Linked DNA regions of Canis lupus: region 2 is linked to region 1. Evidence: chromatin contacts called from public Hi-C data. All regions are on one chromosome and are shown on one strand. The core of a region is the stretch at or near the end of the contact, and the rest is flanking DNA. Distances in the headings are between cores, read along the strand shown.

What was found. A called contact is a pair of places that touch in the nucleus more often than the background predicts.
Region 2: a contact with region 1 is called in a Hi-C map of blood, with 3 times the contacts expected there. The contact joins the promoter of SSBP2 here to the promoter of ATG10 in region 1. A contact is called at or near these places in 2 of 9 Hi-C or Micro-C datasets (amygdala and blood).

The regions. Positions count from the first base shown.
Region 1 is chr3:25,550,602-25,554,232 of UU_Cfam_GSD_1.0, reverse strand. ATG10 (ubiquitin-like-conjugating enzyme ATG10) reads left to right here and starts at 2,289. Exons shown (of 8, transcript XM_038532420.1): 1 at 2,289-2,648. LOC119871164 (a long non-coding RNA gene) reads right to left here and starts at 2,750. Exons shown (of 3, transcript XR_005356795.1): 1 at 2,547-2,750.
Region 2 is chr3:25,729,327-25,733,478 of UU_Cfam_GSD_1.0, reverse strand. It overlaps SSBP2 (single-stranded DNA-binding protein 2), which reads right to left and starts at 1,630. Exons shown (of 17, transcript XM_038532429.1): 1 at 1,481-1,630. The coding sequence starts at 1,542. LOC111095157 (a long non-coding RNA gene) reads left to right here and starts at 3,598. Exons shown (of 7, transcript XR_005356797.1): 1 at 3,598-3,616.

The DNA.
Region 1 (3,631 bases), core at 1,040-3,539:
TTTCTTCTTTCACTTTTTTAGATAAATGCTATGTACAAACAGGTTTATGTTTCTTATTTCTGCCATCCAATCAGATTACCTCTCCTAACTTTTTTCTTTTATATAATTTATCTTTCCCTGAGAACCTCTTGGAGGATGGTGAAAGAGATGTGCCCTCTATAAGCTGCAGCAGAGAGAGCTATTTCTCCCCAATATCCATTCTGCCCTTCTTCCTTTTAATAATAAAATAATCCCATTCTGTCAAGGTTTGACTGAACCCTGGGCTACTTAGCTAGAGACTGCATTTCCTACCTTCCTCGTATCTTGGTGGCCCATGGGATATGAGTTTTCAATAAGTACAAGTGATACGAACTGACTAGAGAAAATAAGACATTTACCATGTAATTTTAAAGATTTTTAGTTTAGTTTAGAGAGAGAGAGAAAGCATATGAGCAGAAGAGGGGGGCAAAGGGAGAGGGAGAGAATCTTCAGGCAGACTCCCCACTGAGTGGGGAGCCCAACCTGACCAGGGATTGATCCCAGGACCCTGAACCAAAACCAAGAGTTGAACGCCTAAGCAACTGAGCCACCCAGGTGCCCCTACCATGCAGCTTTAGACTTGTGTCCCATTCTTGGACCATACTCCTTAAAGGTTATTGTGAATTAATATACATCTGATGGACAAACCAAAGCCTATGAGGTTAAGTAAAGGAGTGGTCAAGGGAGCTCAAAGGAGAATCAGGGGACTGTGGATTTATGGGAGCTAAGGGAAGCAAGACTTTGTAGATGTGATTAACATGATCAAATAAAACTGAGAAATCCAATGAAACAAGGAATGAAAGGGAATTGATCGTTAGTCTCAGTTTTCATATCTATAAAATGGTTATCTTGTGTGGTTATTATATGGTTAGCTAAACTCAACTAAGCTTCTGGCTTATGGTGGGTTCTCAAATTTTAGCTTCCTTCTCTTTTTGTGATCAATGTATTGTTTTACTCCACAAATACTTATTACTAGTGAGGAACTCTGCCAGAGGCTGGCTATGCACTGACGACAGACCCTGCCCTAAAGCACTCTGAAGTGTTGTAGGGTAAACACCTAAACAGGCCAGGGCTGTTTCTTGTTAAGAGTGATATGATGAAAAGAAGTATATAGAAGTTACCTGATTTACCTTGCTCTGTTTCTTTGGTTTTGGCAGGTGGATTATGACACTTAAAAACATCTCAGGTGCAAAAAACTTTTTTTTTGTTAACATGGTATCATTGATGCATGAAAGTGTTTCTAGATTATTGGATACGATGCCAAGCAATGCATTTATTTCTTTTTTTTTTAAGATTTTATTTATTCATAGAGATGCAGAGAGAGAGAGAGAGAGAGAGAGGCAGAGACAGGCAGAGGGAGAAGCAGGCTCCATGCAGAGAGCCTGACGTGGGACTCGATCCCGCGTCTTCAGGATCACGCCCTGGGACTGCAGGCGGCGCTAAACCGCTGCGCCACCGGGGCTGCCCCATTCTTATTTCTGTATGTGAGTTTTATGGCTTTTGAGGAACCGTTTAAAGTCGAAGGAAATACCCATTCACTAAAGTTCTCACTCAGAACTCACTTCCTTGTACAAAAAAAAAAAAAAAAAAAAAAAGCTGGTGAATTGTTTTTAATTGGCAACTATCGAATTCATTTATATTCACAGTTACTCAAACATGTTAGGAAGTTCACTTACTAGCCCTATCTTTTGAGTTTTATTTTACATGCAGTAAAATGTATCCCTGATATGAATTTTGTCCAGCAAAAAACGGTGTCATCAGGGTACACCCGGGTGGCTCAGTGGTTTAGCGCCACCTTCAGCCCAGGGCGTGACCCCGAGGTCCCAGGATCGTGTCCCACGTCGCGCTTCCTGCGTGGAGCCTGCTTCTCCTTCTGCCTGTGTCTCTCATGAATAAATAAAATCTTAAAAAAAAAAAACCCAAAACGGTGTAATCATTAACACAATTAAATTATCGAACAGTTCCATCATTCCCCCCTCCCTCAAATTTCCTTAAGCTCTTTTTTAGTCAACCCCTTTCTCTGGTCACCATTGATCAGTGCTCTGTCCCTTTTTAAGCACTTTTTATCGTGAAATGATTACAGACTCACAAGAGACTGCAAAAATAGTGCCGAACCTCACGTATCCGTCACCTCGCTTTCCCCAGGGGTGACCTCTTACGTAACTGTGGTACAAGATCATAACCGAGCCCCATGCGCTTGAAAGCAGGTTTTCCTTTCACGTCTTCAACTCACCACGCTTTTTTTTTTCACACAAATTTAATTCTGTTGTGTTACAAGGAGCAGAGCTAGTTTCCCCTCAGATGTCGGCTGTTGCATTTTCAGTCTTTCAGCTCGATTACCCCTGTTACTTCTACGTTTTTCTGTGGTCTTTACCCCACAGTCGCCCCCCCATCCCAATTTTTTTTTTTTTTTTCCTGAGGTACGTGCCCCAGAGGGTACTACTGGAACTCTCGAACTGCTACCGTCTACCTGGGTCCTTAGGTCAAAGGAGGGAGCCGTGTTTGTGACTGGTGGCTGAGGCGCTTACAGGAGTTTCAGCGCGTGCACGGACGCCGGCCGGCTCGGACTCCAACCTCGGAGAAGGTTCTCGCTCCGCCCCGTCTCCAGCAGTCACTCACTGGTTTTCCAGGTATGTGGCTATTTGTTGGGAGGACAGGTGGCGACGCCGCAGCCGCTCGCCCGCGGCACCTGCACGGGCGGCAGCCCTCGTGCTCGCGGGGCGCGCGGCCACGGCTCGCTTCCGGCGGCGCTGGGCTGGGGGGCGGGGCCTCGGCTCGCGGGGGCCGGGGCTGCCGCGAGGCCACGCCCCCTGGCCCGAGTCCTGCGCGCGCGGCCCGCGACGTCAGCCCCTCCCCCGCGCGAGCCAGGCCCCAGGGGGCGCGGGAGGCGCAGGTGCGCATGCTCCGCGTCGGTCGCCGCGGCGGCTGTGGCGGAGGGAGGGCCGGGCCTGCCCGCTGGGGGCCGTCGGCGCGTTCGCTCCCGTCCGGTGCTGAGGCGTCCGTGGCCCCCGGGAGCCCGCCCGTCACCCCGCGCCCGGGCCCGCTGGCCGGACGGCCGCTGGCAGAGCGCTGGGCACCGCCCCGGCTCCCCTCCCCCAGCCCGCGGCCCCGCCTGCGCTAGGCCGGCGTTGGGGTCAGGGGCCGAGCGGAGCGGGGTGAGTACTCGCGCGGCCCCCGTCGGCCCCCGTCGGCCCCCGTCGCCCGCGCCGCACGGTCCTCCCGCCGCCGGCCGGCAGCCAGCCCCGAGCCCCGAACAAAGACCCGGAGGCGGGGCCCCGGAGCGGGCTGCCGGGGCGGCGGGGTCGCGCTGACCGGGCCCGGCGCCCGCGGGGACCCGGGAACAAAGGCTGCTCGGTGACCCGCGGTGACCCCGACGCCCAGGCCCGCTCAACTTGGAGGGGTTTCGGACTCCGTGAGAATCAGGGAGGGCCGGCCGGCTGGCTGGCTGGCATTCACAGCCGGCAGCCGTGCGTCTTCCGAATAACCTCTCCACGCGTAGCGCCTGAAATCACGGATTGGGGCGTAGTCGACTCATTTAGAGGCGCGAACATCTGCGATGGCAAAGCTTACAAACATCGAGGAAAAGCAGCAGGATAGTTGAGAAGGGAGCCCT
Region 2 (4,152 bases), core at 381-2,880, 180 kb before region 1:
TCCCATCCCTAGGGCACAAGAAACTTTTCAGACTACCAAGTGCCTAGAAGCAGGAGGGAAACGCGCCTGTCGGAGTGTGAGGTTTTTATTTACGCAGCTATTTCCATGCGCAAGGTAAGCAAAGTAGCTCCCGAGAGATGCTCTCACTTTCCCGCAGCGCGAACCCCTCGCGGAGGCGGGGCGGGGCGCGGGCGCGGGGCCTCAGCCTCGGGCGGGGGCGGGGGCGGGGGCGAGGGCGAGGGCGAGGGCGGGGACGGGGGCGGCGGGAACCCCGACCCGCGGCGCGCAGAGCCGGGCTCTTCCTCGGGGGGCACCGCCGCGGTTCGCTCTCGTTTTTAGTAACAACCCAATCCCCGTTACAAGTACGTGAGCACAGCAGCAAGCGGCCGCGCTTCGCAGCGCGCCGCGACCGCGGCAGCATCCCGGCCGGGAGGGCTCCGTCCCCGCCCGCCTCCCGGGGCCCCAGCCGAGCCCACACCTGTGTCTGCCCCCCGCCCCCGGCGCCCCCCCCCCCGCGGCCCCAGCCAGCCCTGCCCCCGCCCGCCGCCGCAGCGCCCGGACCCCCACGCCGCCGCCCCGCGGGGGCCCCCCGCCGTCCCCGCGGCCCCCGGCGTCTGCGAGGCACCAAGTCTCCAAAAAAAGTTCTCGGGCCGCGGCGGAGAGTGGGGCGTGCCGGCCGGGGGCAGGAGCTGCGGCCCGCCCCGGCGCCTCCCGCCGCCTGCCCGCACGCTCGGCCTCCCCGGGAACCCGACCCGTCCCGGGCCCCCAAACTTCAGCGGCGCCGCCGGCGCCCACCAGCCCGCCCCGCGGGGCACCGGGCACCGCGGCCGCCCGCAGCCCCTCCGCGCGCCGACAGCCCGACGCCCGCACGCGCGTCTCCGCGCCCCGCGGGGCCCCGCTCGGCCGCTCCGCGCCCCGCTTCCGCCCGCCGCGCGCCCGGCACCGCCGCCCTCGCCTCGCCTCGCCTCGCCTCGCCTCGCCTCGCCTCGCCTCGCCTCGCCTCGCCCGCGATCCCGACCGCGAAGCCCGGCGCCGCGCCGCTCCCGCCGCCCGCCGCGCCCGCCCTCCGGACGCCCCCGCCCCCGCCGCGAGCCCCGCTCCGCGCAGCTGCGCCCTCCCGCCCTCCCCGCCGCCCTGGGCAGCGCGCCGGGTCCCCGCAGCCCCGGACCCCGGCTCTAAAGTTACTTTGCGCGGAGGCGAGCCCGCGGGTTATTCCCCCGTCACCCAAACAAGTTTCCCTCCGCCGCAGCAGCGCCGCCCCCGCCCGCCCGCCCGCAGCCCCCCGCGGGCACCTCCCGGGAGGCAGCCGCTCCCCGCCCCGCGCGCCCCCAGCCTCGCGCACCCCTCCCCCTGCCGGCGCACCCCCGGCTCTCCCCGGGCCGAGAGCGTCTGGGTCTGCGTGTCTCCGAGAGTGTGCGAGTGCGTGCGTGTGTGTGCGCGCGTGTGCGGGCGGAGGTGGGTGAGAAGCGGAGACACTTACTTCTCCCGGGCCTGGCTGTCGGACGGGACGGCGCTGCTGTTACTCTTGCCTTTGCCGTACATGCTTGTGCCGAGAGCAGCTCCCACTGTCACGCACCTGTCAACCCATCACAGCCTCCCCGGGAACAGCCCCGTCCCCATGGCGACCCACGCAGCCACCCCCACCATTGGCCGCCCCACGCCGGAGCTCCGCCCCCTTCGCCCGGGCAACGCGCGAGACTGACAGCCCTCCCCTCCCTCCGGCCCGCCGGGCGCGCGGCGGCGGCTCCAGCCTGAGCGGCAGGCTCCTCCCTCCCTCCCTCCCGGGCGCCCTCCCTCCTTCCCGCTCCCTTCTCCTCCCTCCTCCCGCTCCCTTTCCCCCCTCCCCCTCCGAACCCCGGCGCAAGGGGGGAATTAGAAACTGCTCTAGAAGGATTTTAAACAACTGGCTGTTCCCTCCGCCGCCGCGCCTCCCCCCGCGCCGCCCGCGCTCGGCTCCTCACTGGAGAGAAGGCGCCGGGAGGAGGGGAAAGTGCGGCCTGGAGTCGCCGGGAGGAGCCGGCGGAGCTGGAGCCGCGGCGGCCCCAGACTTCGGGGCGCCCGGCGGCTGGGCGGGCAGACCTGCGGCCCCAGCCTTCGGGGGAGCCCCCGCCCGCCCCCGGCCCCGCGCCCCTGCTGCCTGCGACCCGCGCCCCTACCCTGGGGTGACCTCTGCCGCCCGCAGCCCTGCTCCCTGGGGTGTCGCCCCCCCCCGCCCCCGCCCTGCTCCCAGGGGCCCGGCTGGCGAGGGACGGTCGCGCGGGTCCCTCGACCTCGTGCGGGAGCCTCCCGGGCGCCTCGCCTTTCCTCCCGGGGAGGGCCTGGGCCCCGGCGCCGCGGGGGTGGCGTCGCCTCGCCCCGGGGGCCGCGCCCTGCCTCCCCGGGGAACACCCGGCCTCGGGCCTGCCTCGCCTCCCCCGGGGTGCGCCTCCTCCCCGGACGGCGGGCCCCGCAGCCCCGACCCCCGGCGCCCGCGCAGCAGCTCCCCGGCCGGGCCGGGCCGGGCCGGGCGCCGCAGGACAGGGCTCCAGGCATCCCCACCTGCTCTGCTTTTCCAGCCTTGCTCGGGCGATGCCCACTTTTGCCAACCTTCGAAGTAGAAAGGGCCACTAAAGGCCTTTAAAGACACCCCTGCCCTCGTCCATCGGAGTAGGCCCCAGCCCTCCTCCAAGGTGGGCAAAGTTGTGCCACAGCAGACAGGCTTGCCTAGGAATATTTCAGGATCAAAGCCCCTAATCCCATTTCAATAGATGTGCAGAAAGTTTTCGAGAGACACAATCTGGCTCCCGATAGAACTCCATCCTTTATCTTGTGGAGATCCTTGGATGCAAAATCAGACAGAGTGCAAATGGGGTTAGAAAGAAGACATGGGCATCAAATAGGGAATGACAGAGGAAGAGGGGTTGCAGGTGGGGGTCAGACTGAGGAGACATCAGGAACAGATGAATAGACATGGAACGGCTATGGGAGGGAGGGAAAACAGGATGTAGATTGGGAGAGCTACCTTTCTATTTCTCACATAGAGGTTTACGCTTTTAGTAGTAGCACCCTAAAAATGCACATGGAGCTATAGGGATAAATGGAATGGAAAGAAATGGGTTTATATGGCCAGCCACAGCAAATGACAGGAATGAAACAACAACAGAAGGTTAAGGAAGGGCAGTTAGTAAGAAAGAGACTGAGAAAAGGGGTTGGTAACCAAACATAAATCAAAACCTGGGGGAAAATGAAAAAGGGACTGCTATTCTAGTGTTAGAGAATTTTTTTAGTTGGAAAAAGTAAAAAGATAGGAAAGAATAAAAGATGTAAGATTAAATGAAGAAAACAATATATAGCAAAAGAAGATGGCAAAAACAATAGAGGACTGACATTATGGTAGAAAGACTCAAGCAAAATAAAAGTGTCCTTATTAAAAGGACAAAAATCCATCCCATGGAAGTGAGGATGAAGAAAATGAAAAAAAAAAAAATCACATAGGCTTAAGCTGATTAGTTTCCATGAGAAGTCATTTGTCATTTCTATTTCAAAATCCCTCTTTCAGTTTACAGTGAACTGAACCACAGTGATTTGGTGGTGGAGACATGGCATTCATGGACTCAGAAAGAAGTAGTGATGCTGAGTGAGTAAGTCTTTTGATGAACTTCTGCTCAAAATGTTCAGATAGGGATAAGGCTACCACTGTTTATAGACTCTACCTTCAGAGTTACCATATGTCATTTGTTGTTCAGTTATCAATCTCCATTGGCTTTAACCCAGAAAATTATCAGCATCTCAAGGATCATGACCCATAGAATACTCCCTAAAAGTGACGCTTACAGAATGTTGTCAAGGACAGAGCTATGGCAGCTGCTAATCCATGCTCCTGCCCACACTTGGACTAAGGTAAGTTTTCCATTAAAGGCCAAGAGTAGGCTTTGTACTGTTATCTAAATAACAAATTAGTTCTCATCCTTGCACTGGTATTGAGGTTCTCTATTGTTCTTAGTCATGGCACATTAGAATTACCCTAGAAGGATTTATTTTTAGTTGGCTTTTGTTTAAAATACAAGATCTGGGACCCCCCACCCCAAACCAACTCACTAAGAAATTTTGTGGATGGACCCAGGCATCTGTTATTTTTTGTAAGCTCCAGGCGATTCTTTTGTGTAACTAGGG